2 separate regions of the Mus musculus genome follow, and region 1 is linked to region 2. The links are chromatin contacts, called in public HiChIP or PLAC-seq maps. All regions are on one chromosome and are shown on one strand. Each heading gives the region's core, a stretch centred on a gene start, on an enhancer-like site or on the middle of the called end of the contact. The rest is flanking DNA. Distances are from core to core; before and after follow the strand shown. Region 1 holds the start of Myo1h (myosin 1H). Region 2 holds the start of Fam222a (family with sequence similarity 222, member A).

What was found. HiChIP or PLAC-seq counts read pairs in DNA pulled down with a chosen protein or histone mark.
Region 1: a contact with region 2 is called in an H3K4me3 HiChIP or PLAC-seq map of stem cell-derived neural progenitor cells, with 2.8 times the contacts expected there. The contact joins the promoter of Myo1h here to the promoter of Fam222a in region 2. A contact is called at or near these places in 5 of 39 promoter capture datasets (the 3T3-L1 cell line, embryonic stem cells, hippocampal neurons and 1 more), 3 of 115 datasets of contacts at active chromatin or transcription factors (embryonic stem cells, pancreatic cancer cells and stem cell-derived neural progenitor cells) and 1 of 9 other capture datasets (embryonic stem cells).

The regions. Positions count from the first base shown.
Region 1 is chr5:114,286,309-114,291,572 of GRCm38.p6, forward strand. It overlaps Myo1h (myosin 1H), which reads left to right and starts at 2,945. Exons shown (of 32, transcript NM_001164573.2): 1 at 2,945-3,076.
Region 2 is chr5:114,565,233-114,570,521 of GRCm38.p6, forward strand. Fam222a (family with sequence similarity 222, member A) reads left to right here and starts at 3,019. Exons shown (of 3, transcript NM_001004180.1): 1 at 3,019-3,192.

The DNA of each region.
Region 1 (5,264 bases), core at 1,695-4,194, 280 kb before region 2:
GTGGTTGTGAGCTGGGACTTGAACACAGGTCCTCTGGGAGAGGAGTGGTCTCTCGTGCCCCTGATTTGTTGTATGCATTCTCATGCAAGTGTGCAGGATATGTTGAGTGTATCCCCCACACCCCTTTTGCCCCCTCTCATTCACCCAGTTTGTTCCCTGGGCATTTCAGTATCCTTTCGTGTCAAACACATACATGTGATTTTACGTATCTACCTAAAATCTAGGCCTGCAGATGGGAGAAAACACACACCTCTGAGACTGACTTAATTCCCAGAATACAATTCACTCCAGCTGCACCTAAGGTCCGTGTTCAAAAGATAGCTGTCCTTGGATAAAGCTGGATGCGGCTAAAGGACTTCATTTGGACCATGTGGTACCCGTCTTGTTAGTAAGCTCTCTGTCCCTCCGGATAAGCACTGGCCCTTCTTGGACAGTGTGAAGACTTCGGAGGAGGTTTGGGGGGGGCAGTGAAACATTTCAATACCCAATTGTTTTTTCGTTTTTTCCTTGCTGAAAATATTCAAAATTCTTCCTGGAGAGCTACTTTCCAAAGCATACCATGGCCGGATGTCAGGGAGGGCTGTCTGAAGGTGTTATAGGAACACAAAAGCTACCTCTCCGGTCTAACCCACCCTGAGCCCATTGGCTTCTGTCTCCATCCCCTTCCCCACCCCTTTCTGAGCCTCAGGAGCCATTCACCCAAGTTCTTCTCCTGAGAGATGAGGGCTTTTTTAAAAAAAAATCATCCATCCTTTAAAAAAAAAAAAAAAACGCCATCTTGGAAATCCCCGCTACGCAAGCGCAAGCACCAATTGGTTGAATGGATGGACTTCACTGAAGAGACGCCCGAATGAGATCTTTCTGAGCACCTTGTTTGTCCTAAGCAAGGAGCAGTAAGGCCCCTAAAGTTCCCAGCGGCACTTGCTGACTGACACCAATCAGAAACCAGAGGTGAAGACTGCCGGCTGCTTCAGGCATACAGAGCTCTCGCTGGCTCTCCTGAAGTACTCTGTATCTGTGTATCTGCAGGAATCTGTGTGTATACACACCTCAGCGTGGAGCCTTGGAACTGGCCCGTCTGGCAAACATTCTGCCACCGAGCTGAGGCCCCACAGTACAAACAAAAAAGTTTTAAAGAAGAACCACACACCTACAAAGTGAGTGGTTGTGTCTTCGCTTTGGGTTTTTGTTTTTGCATGTGTGCAGGAGCATGCGTGTGCAGAGACCAGGGGGTGTTGTTAACATTCCTCAGATGCCTGCTACCTTGTGTTTCGAGGCTGGGTCTCTCTTCCCTATAGACTGAGTGGCAGACAAGCCCGGGAAACTGCCTCTGTCTCTCCTGTACTGAACCAACAAGCAAGCTCCACCACGCCCAACTTCTGTAAAACTGCTTGCAGGCAGGGCAAGCGCTTGCCGGAGTCACATCTCCAGCCTGCCCTTGGGAGTCATGCTCTGTAGAGACCCCCAGACCGGGGTTACTTAGTTGTAAATAAGAAGTTCTTACACCTGAGGTTGGGTGCATACTGGCTCACACCACAGATGGGTACAAACAAGGCAGGGAGGTGAAAGGGGAGGGAGTTGGTTGGAGGCCACAGATGATGTCAAGGACGGCTTTGTTCTATACCATCTCAGAATCGGGGCTCTTTGCCTGTAACTTGCAAACGGCCAAGTTACACCTGTGAGGAGACGGTAGTCTCTCCGGAATTGGCTGTTGATCAGGTTATCAGAGGTTTGCAGCTGTAGTCTGGCTTATAAAACTGAAAAAGTCACAGAGGCACAATTCCATCTAGTGACTTCACAGTGGCCTCCGGTCCCCGACTCTATTTCCAAGTGGTTTTGTTCAGTTCTACTCTCTCTATGAAGCCTTCGTTCCTTGACTGTGCCAGACTTCTCTTGTCCATGTGACACCAAAACTGAGACACACCTGGAAAGAGGGCTCGTCTGCCCGTGGAGAAACTGGCCTCTATCCGAGGAGCCTGTGGACACGTCTGTAATCCACGTTTTTGATTACTAATTGATTTAAGAGGGCCCAGCCCACTGTGGGCGGCAGCATCCCTTGGCTGTATAAGAAAGGCAGCTGCGGGAGCCAGCAAACGGGGACTCCTCTGTGATCTGTTTCAGTTCTTGCTTCCAGGGTCCCAACTGGGAGGCTCTTTCCCTGGCTTCAGTTAATGATGGACTATAATCTGTAACATATAAGCTGAAATCAACTCTTCCCTCCCCCAAGTTGCTTTCAGCCGTGGTATTTACCATAGCAACAGAAGAGCAGGCTGGCCCAGGCTGGTGGCACTGGTGGCTGAGAGGGCTTGCATGCCCATTGTACCACTAACCAAGGGGAGGAACGATTTTTTTCCTGGATGTTTCTAAGGAAATGTATAACCATGTTTCCCATTGGTCCATTCCATCTTGTCTCTCAAAGGAGAGCCAAGCGCTGAGACTGAGCCAAGCACAACTAGAGGAAGGTAGAATCGTGCCCCACAGACATGTGTCTGGAGTCCTGGGGGGGGGGCGTAGGAAAAGGGGGCCATCAGCACCATTACCTTCTCGCTTCGGAGAAGATCAGGGCAGCCGTTCAGTCATGAGAGAAAGCCTGCCTTGTATGTGATGGATGGTAAAGGTGGACCTGGGAGCCATGAAGGTCGTCTCCAACACAGGCACCCTCACCTTAACTAACTGCAGCTTTGGTGTGAGGGTGTGGGCAGAGTCCCCGCAGGTGTCTGTGGAACCTGAGCAGGTGCCAGCACAGCTCAGAGGCCCTACCTTGTCAGCAGGCATCCGCCCAGAGGGACCAATCAGAGGTCAGCGGTGGCGTAACGTGATCCAATGGGTCCGGTTTCCACTTCTTGTAACCTCGAAGGGCCCTGTGTGTCCTCAGGTGGGCAGCCGCAGGCGCAGTCCCAGCCTCCCAGTATGAATTATTCACCGCTCTATACTTTGGCCATCTAGAATCTCCACGGACCTTGATGCAGAGTGTCGCGCGTTGCAGGATCGCCAGGCACTGCGCTGCCCGGCTCCAGCAGAGTAGTGGTTACAACTGCTCTCCGCCACTCTCTCTACAAACACCATGGGATCCAAGGTAATGGGGCCGGAGGATGGAATCCTCTCTTCCACCAAGTCTAAGCGACAGTTCCTTCCATCCCCAGGCTTCCAAGGCAAGAAAGGACTGGGTTCGCACCTGAAATTTCGTACTTGTTGGGTGAAAATTTTTGTTTCAGGTGATCAAGTAGATGACGACTCTTCATCATCCAAGGGATGAGCTGCCGTTTAGAACCAAAGAGCGGGAAGCTAGAGTGGTCACTAGCATACCGTCCAGGGCTGGGACTATGGGACAAGGGTGGTTTCTGAGGACTTTAGGAGTGGCTGGCGTGGCAGGGGGATGGAAGTGTTCTCTTACTTATTCTTTTAGTGAGCCACGCAGGTAGCTGGTGGTGATTGTGTCAGCCTGGATACAGTGGTCACTGACAGTGACCCAGTGTTGGAGAAAACCATTACGATTGGTGCCTAGACATGTAGTGTCTGTAAGTTTTTTTATCCAGACTGCCTGGGTCGGCATTGGGAAGAAGCTAAAGAAACCAATGGCAGAGACAGCCTCAATGTAGCATGCTGCTTATGTACTTACAAGGGTGTTTTTTGGTTTTGTTTTGTTTTTTGTTTTCTGTTCGTTTTCTCCCCCCACCCCCTGCTCCTGAAGAATGATCTCAGCATGTCTGTTTAGAGAACAGGATTTATTGATGGATTGTCTCCTCCTGGATAACCAAAGAGGGTCACAGAAACACTGGGATACGTAGTCAGAGCTCAGTAACCACACACAGGAGCCTCCCACACCAGGAACTCTAGCCAGAGCCTGTCATGGATCCATTCAGCTAATTATCCATTTCTATAGCACCAAATACTGTTGCCTTGGCAACCAGCACTCACAACAGGCTTTGGCCTGAGGCCGCCCAGGTGTGTGTATGGGGATGGCTTTCTGTGCCATGGCTGCAAACTGGCTCAGGGTGCTGAGTGCAGGAAGTGGCTTCAGAGGGTGGGCATAGCCTGATTGCTTGGTAGAGGGGAGAGGGGTAGGCATGTCCTCAAAGAAGGTCATGGGTCGCTTTTAATGTTGTGGCGGCTGTGAGTGTGTGTGTATAAGAGAGTGTGTATGAGAGTAAGTGTGTGTGTATATGAGAGTGTGCGAGAGAGTGTGTGTGTGCATATGAGAATAAGTGTGAATGTGTGTGTGAGAGAGGGAGAGAGTATATGTGTGTGAGTGAGAGTGTGTATGTATGTGTAAGTGTGTGAGAAAGTGTGTGTATGCATGTGATGAAGTGTGAATATGTGTATTATAGAGTGTGTAAGTGTGAAGGTGTGTGTGAGCATGTGTGTGTGTGTGTATGAATGTGTATGTGAGAGAATGTGATTATGTGTGGAGAGTGTTTGAATGTGTGTGTGAGAGCATGTGTAAATGTGGGTGAGTGTGAAGATGAGCGTGTATGTGTAAGACAGAGTCAGTGTGTGTGTGAATGTGTGTATGTGAGAGTATGAGTGTGTATGAGTATGTGTATGAGAGAGTAGTATGAGTGTGTGTATGGTGTGTGTATGTGTATGAGTGAGTGTATGTGTGTAGTGTTTGTGTGTGTGTATGTGTGTGTGTGTGTGTGTGTATTCTGCGTGTATGTCTGTGACAGGGCCCCTTTTGTTATTTCCCTCTGTGTGCACTACACCAGCTGGCTGGTGAGTGTTTGTTCTGTCTCCGCCCCCCTACAGCCCTACCCCCCAAGAAATTATGCTTTCTCCCTCTCCTTTCTTGAGTTCTGGGGCTCACCCTCAAGCTTGCACAGCGAACACTGTACGCACTGAGCCATGTCTGCAGCCTGAGACACGTCTCTTGAGTAAGCACACAGACCTGGCTCCCTTGCTTGCACTGTTTTAAGCCAAAACTCTCCTCCTTTGTGAATTCCCAGGTTCCCTTTGCAAGAGTCAAGCTTGCCACTGAAACCACTTGAAGACCTGCAGCTTCAGGAGGGAGGAGGTGACTGTCCCCACTCCCCTTCCCTAGTGCAGCAATCCCTGTAGATTCCTTTAGGAGAAGCCACCTCCTCCCCCACCCCCATCACTCACACCCCTCCCATAACAAGGCTGTAAATGAGCCTTGGTCACCAGAAACCAGGACTTAGGGCTGCAGTGGGAACCCAAATGAGCAATCCTGGCCCCTGCAAACGTCCACATCACTCATCTCTCATCCCTAACATCACCACCATGGTCCCAAAACCCTTCTGTCTGGC
Region 2 (5,289 bases), core at 1,769-4,268:
GAGAAGGCTGTACTCAGCTTGGCCCGCTGTTCACCTTAACGCCACCCCTCACCCCCACTCCTCTCTTTTCCTAGATTTCGGTCGTCATTGTCTCCTCCTCTGTCCCAGGCTTGAATCTGCTCTCCCCACCTGTCCTTGCCCTGGGTCCTGCCAGCAACTCGCCTGGGCAACTCGCCCTGACGTCAGGGCCGCTCTGGCCGCTGGCCCAGAGGGGAAGCAGCTGGCAGCCGATCCGGTTTCCAGGTAAATCCCCGCCCCCACCCACACTCCGGGAGCAGGGAGGGGCCAAGGAGGAAGGATGGACAGGCAGCCACTGGGAACTACAGCCAAGTGCAGAGGCAGGCTGGGGCTGCTGGAACCTCATTCACAGTGCTGATCTGAGACCCGAAACAGGGCCAGCTTCTGCCCCAGATAAGGAGTGTGTGGCCTACTTGGGCCTGCCCTGGAGGTCCCTTGCCAGTGCCTCTTCCAGGTTCTAGTTAGCGGTTGTTCTGCTCTCTGCTCGGCTCCTGAAAGTAGGCTAAGGCCTGATTGCAATCCACACAAAACCCTGGATGCGCTCACCAGCCCTCTAGGATGGAGGACCACCACTAAACACTTGCTGAGTGCATCTGGTGCTCTCTCTTGCCCCCCCCCCCACAACGGCCAGATACAGAGGAGATTAAGATATGTCTTCTCATTTTACAGACACCAAGCCTTGAAGATAAACGGCCAAGGTCAACCGCAGGCAAGGTTCTGGGAGGACGCCAGGCATCACTAAGATAAAGCCTGAGATCACTAAGCATCCCTAAGATAAAGCCCCTAAAGGGGCTGGATGGGGGTGTCTTGGAGGCTGGATGGGGGTGTCTGATTGATGTTTTACGTTTCTGCAGGGATCCTGAAGTTCTGTCTGGAAAGCTGGGTGTTCAACTTCTTTTGTGGCATACATTTTTTTTAATTCAGTTTTTCAAGACAGGGTTTCTCTGTGTAGCCCTGGCTGTCCTGGAACTCACTCTGTAGACCAGGCTGGCCTCGAACTCAGAAATCCACCTGCCTCTACCTCCCAAGTGCTGGGATTCAAGGCATGTGACACTACTGCCCAGTCTTGTGACAGACATTTTAACAGTTTAGGAATCTGTGTCTCCCAGGGTTCAGTTTCCCTGTCTGCTACCTGTGGGCTGTCAGGCAAGTAAGAATGGAAACACCTACTTAGTTTTAGGTGATACTGTGCCTCAGTTTCCCTACCTGTTAAATGGACGACAAACCGGAGCCTTACCAGGTATGGTGGCTTGTGGTCATATTTTCTGCACTCTGGAGGCTGAGGCAGGAGGATGGCTTGAAGCTAGGAGTTTGAGACCAACAGGAGCAACATAGAAAATACTAAGTGCCTGACTCCCGCGGTCAATGTATACATCTGTGGGATGGAGCTGACCAAGGATTCAGCATGTGGTTTGTGTTCCACAGATCTCAGCGCTGATGCCCAAAACTCCACCACCATCCCCAGTCGCTCCGTGGAAAAGGCAATCGGGAAGCTTCACGTCTTAGTTTTGTCCGTAAACTGAGAACAAGTGTCAAATATCAGTGTTCTCCTCTGTAAAATGTAGGCCATAAAGCCAATCTCACAGTTTTGAAAAATTTAAGTGTAGTATGCACTTTGCTCTGTGTGTGTGTGTGTTTAGGTTGTCCCAAGGTTTGATGTTGGGTCTTGCAAACCGCACCCTTTACCATTTGGTGTCACCCCAACCTATTTTTACTATCTTTAACACACTCCTCATAGGGCCTGTTCCAAGAGTAAACGGAATAATGCATAGTACCTACCCTCAAACAGGTACTCAGTGAATAGGATTACCTGCTTTCAACCCTTTAGGTCTTCGACAAAGGGACTACAACAACCAGCATGCCTTGCCCTTCCAATCGGGACTCCTTCGCCTGTTTTAGGCTCGCAGCAAGCCGGGAGTTGTAGTCCTCTAGGAGCAGGACCCGCCTCATCCCCGCTTGGGGAAAAAGGTTGGAGAGCCGCCCTGCCGGCCTTTGAATTTTGCCGCGAAAAGCGCGCGTGGCGGCCCCCAGCCCCGCCTCGCGGAGGACGCGGCGCCGCGTCACCGTGGTAACCGCCTCTCGGCTGCAGCTGATTGGGCCGTAACGCGGGGGGCGGACCGGGGGTGAGACGCAGCGGCAGGAGCGGGCGCCCGCGCCTGTCAGTCGTGCCGGAGCGGAGCAGCGGGCAGCATTGCCGGGCCGGCAGCTCTGCGAAGAGGCTGCGCGCGCCGGCCAGGCCGGGCGAAGAGCCGGGCCCGAGGCTAGGCGAGGGTGCTGGGCAGCGCGAGGTTGCGGCTCCGGGAGCCCCGCGAACCGTCCCGGGCCACGGGCACGGGAGAGACCTGTGCGCCGACCGCTGCTGCGGCGCTCGAGCACCATACCGGGTGCACGGCTCTCCATCCCCGAGTCTGCCCTGCGCCTGCTGGATCTGCTGGTCCTCAGCGCCAAGGCCCGCGAGGCTACATCCCAGTCTCTGCCGCTCGCTGCGGCTGCCACTGCCGCTGCTCGCCGGCTTCCCCTCCCCCCACACCCGGAGCTCGGAGCAGGAGGAGGAGGGGCCGGCTCATTCTCGGCGCTGCTCTCTGCAACCTGCGGGGGCCGGTGCACGCCGGGCGAGGAGCCCGGGCCGCTGCAGGTGCGTGCAACCCTCCGAGGAGACGGACTCTCCACCTCTGAGCAAAGCCGGGAGCTGCAAGCCGAGGGCGGGAGGGCAAGCGAGAGGAAGCAACAAAGACAGGCTGCAGCTGGGGCTGGCGAGAGGGGCCGCGGCCGCCGGCCTCCCAGCGCGGACGGAGAGGGCGCCCTGGGAGAGGCGCGGGCAGAGCTGCAGCGGTGAGCCGGGCCCCGAAGGGAGGCGCAGCGCCTCCCGCCGGACGTATGGAGCACAGTCTCCTGCGAGGATGCGCCGCCTGAGCGCGCGAGCGGCCGGGGTCCCAGGCGGACGCGACGGGTACTGAGAGGGGGGAAAAAAAAACCTTTTTCCGACTTCGGACGGCGCTTCCGGACGCAGGGATCGCCCTCACCGACGGCTCCCCTTTCCATACGAAGAAAGACATCGGCCCCCTAAGGGGGCCTTTCTCCAGCAATCTTTATCACCCCTGCATGGCCGCAACCCGCAGATCGGAGCGTCGTGGCCTCTGAGATTTGGTGCCCTTCGTCCGACTGCCTGATACGGTGAGTTGCGGGGTGCAGAATTTTGGGTTTGAGCTGGGGACAGCTCCTCGCAACCTGGCAACCTGGACTGGCCCTAAAAGGGCCCTAGGTTGTTGGGTGCCCAGAGACAGCAATGCTACTTGTCCACCCTTGTCCTGCCCACACAACTTATTTGGACTGGCTGGAGTGGAGATTGTGGACCCTCGTGGGTATTCTACTGACATCGGTATTTGTCAGAGGAAAGGCACCCCACCCATGAAGCTAACAAAGGTGGTGGCCCTGTCCTCTGGAGATTCTTAGGGAATCTTGTACTTTTGTAAAGATTGATTGGGGGCAGCCAGGGTTGGCCAGCATGGAGGGGGTCTACAAAACCACCTTTGGGATCTTAAAGAGACAGAGCTCAGAGACAGGGAGTCCCAAAACTTCATGTCTGAGGATGGTGTCTTTCCAGGCAAGACATTTGTGTGTCTATTGTTACAAATAACTCACAAAGACAGCATGTTCCAATGGGCTGCATGTGACATCACTGCCCGACCTTTGATGTCACCAGAATTGTGACAACACAGCTGGCTTTGAGTGGAGCCAGAATGGCCAAGGCCGAATGCCTTGGTGTAGTAGAAGGTGAAGGCCAACTCCCTGTCCTCCCCGGCCGCAATCTTATGACCTAAATCCCCACTCGAGGTGGGGGAGGGAGGCAGGCAGTGCCAGCTGTCCCTGCCCCTGAGGACAGGTGTTCAGAACTCTGCCTATGTCTCCTGCAGTGTCTGGAGTCTCCCAGACTCCCAAACAGAGCAACCTCTTACTTTTAAGCAGGATGCTTAAAAGGAGGTCCCCATGAACCCTACCATGTACCCAGCCAGCAACTGGAGTTCCCAGGGTCCCCAGAAAAATGTGGGCTTCAGCCTTCAAACAGGCTTCTCTTGAAAAGGTGAATGTCCTGCCTGAGCCAGAGAGAGAGGGGAGCCAGGACCTTCCTGGTGTGTGTGTGTGTGTCTGTCTGTCTGTCTGTCTGTCTGTCTGTGTAAGTTCAGGGAACTCCCCTGCTCTTCAAGGTAAGGGGCCATGGTCCAGCTGGGACTCCTGCCTTAGCTGTTCCCCTTCTGTCATTTAAGATGACTTTGACAAGCAGTGTAATAGATGCTCATTAAGCAAATACCAGGCCAGGGGGGATAGGTGGAGATGCTGAGAGCCCTCCTCTCCCCACCGAACTCTGGCAGCAGCCCTGTACAGTATGGAGCCCAGAGAGCTCCCAAGCCACAGCCTGCTTACTCTCATTTGCCCATCCCAGCAATCACTGCCAGGGCCAGATAGGGGGTAAAATAGCCACAGTCAAGTTTCTAGGGGAAAGATTGAAGACGCTGGCATTGTTGCTCCCATGGGGGGGGGGGGCGGGGACGACAGGTGAGACAGGGTTTCTCTACAGACCATTTTTACAGCCTCCTCCCAGGCTCTTCCATTAACAGGTCAATAAATACCGGGGTGGGGGGGGGAGGCCACTTTGGAGGTTTGGTGGGGTGATCCTGTTTCCAGCTGAAGGGTTTCTTTACACGCAAGCTTCCAAGGACAGCCAGCGGCACAACAGCAGATTGGGGGTGGAGTGGAGAGGGGAGGCTGTGGGCACAGGGCTGTTTGCCCGGCCTCTCTCAACACTTCCCAGCTTAGAAACAAACTTGGAGTGTGCGCCAGAGATACACACACACACACACACACACACACACACACACACACACAAACACGCGGTTGGAGGCCCTCTGTGGAGTATTTACAGTCCCTCAGCCAAGGCAGAGGGAAAGGCTGTCAGAGTTGGGCAACTCCTTCTGTTCCTTTCCCTCTGCTCCCTGGGCTTGGCAGTGAGCGCCAGACGGGGGGGGGGGGGGGAGCGGTGTGTGTGGGGAGTTGCCAGCTTACCCGGCGTCTTCCAGAGCGCCAGGCATTTTGCGGCATCTCAGCTGCTTCTCAGGAGTGGATTGTGCTGTGACCCATTTTGTGGATGAGAAACCCAAGGCTCAAGTCAAAGAAGTGATGATGCGCAGCCAGGCAGCTCCAGTGGGTTGGCCTCGGTGCTCCCCCCACCCCATTCAGAATCTCCAGGACTTGGGCATAGGGGAGGCACCCCTG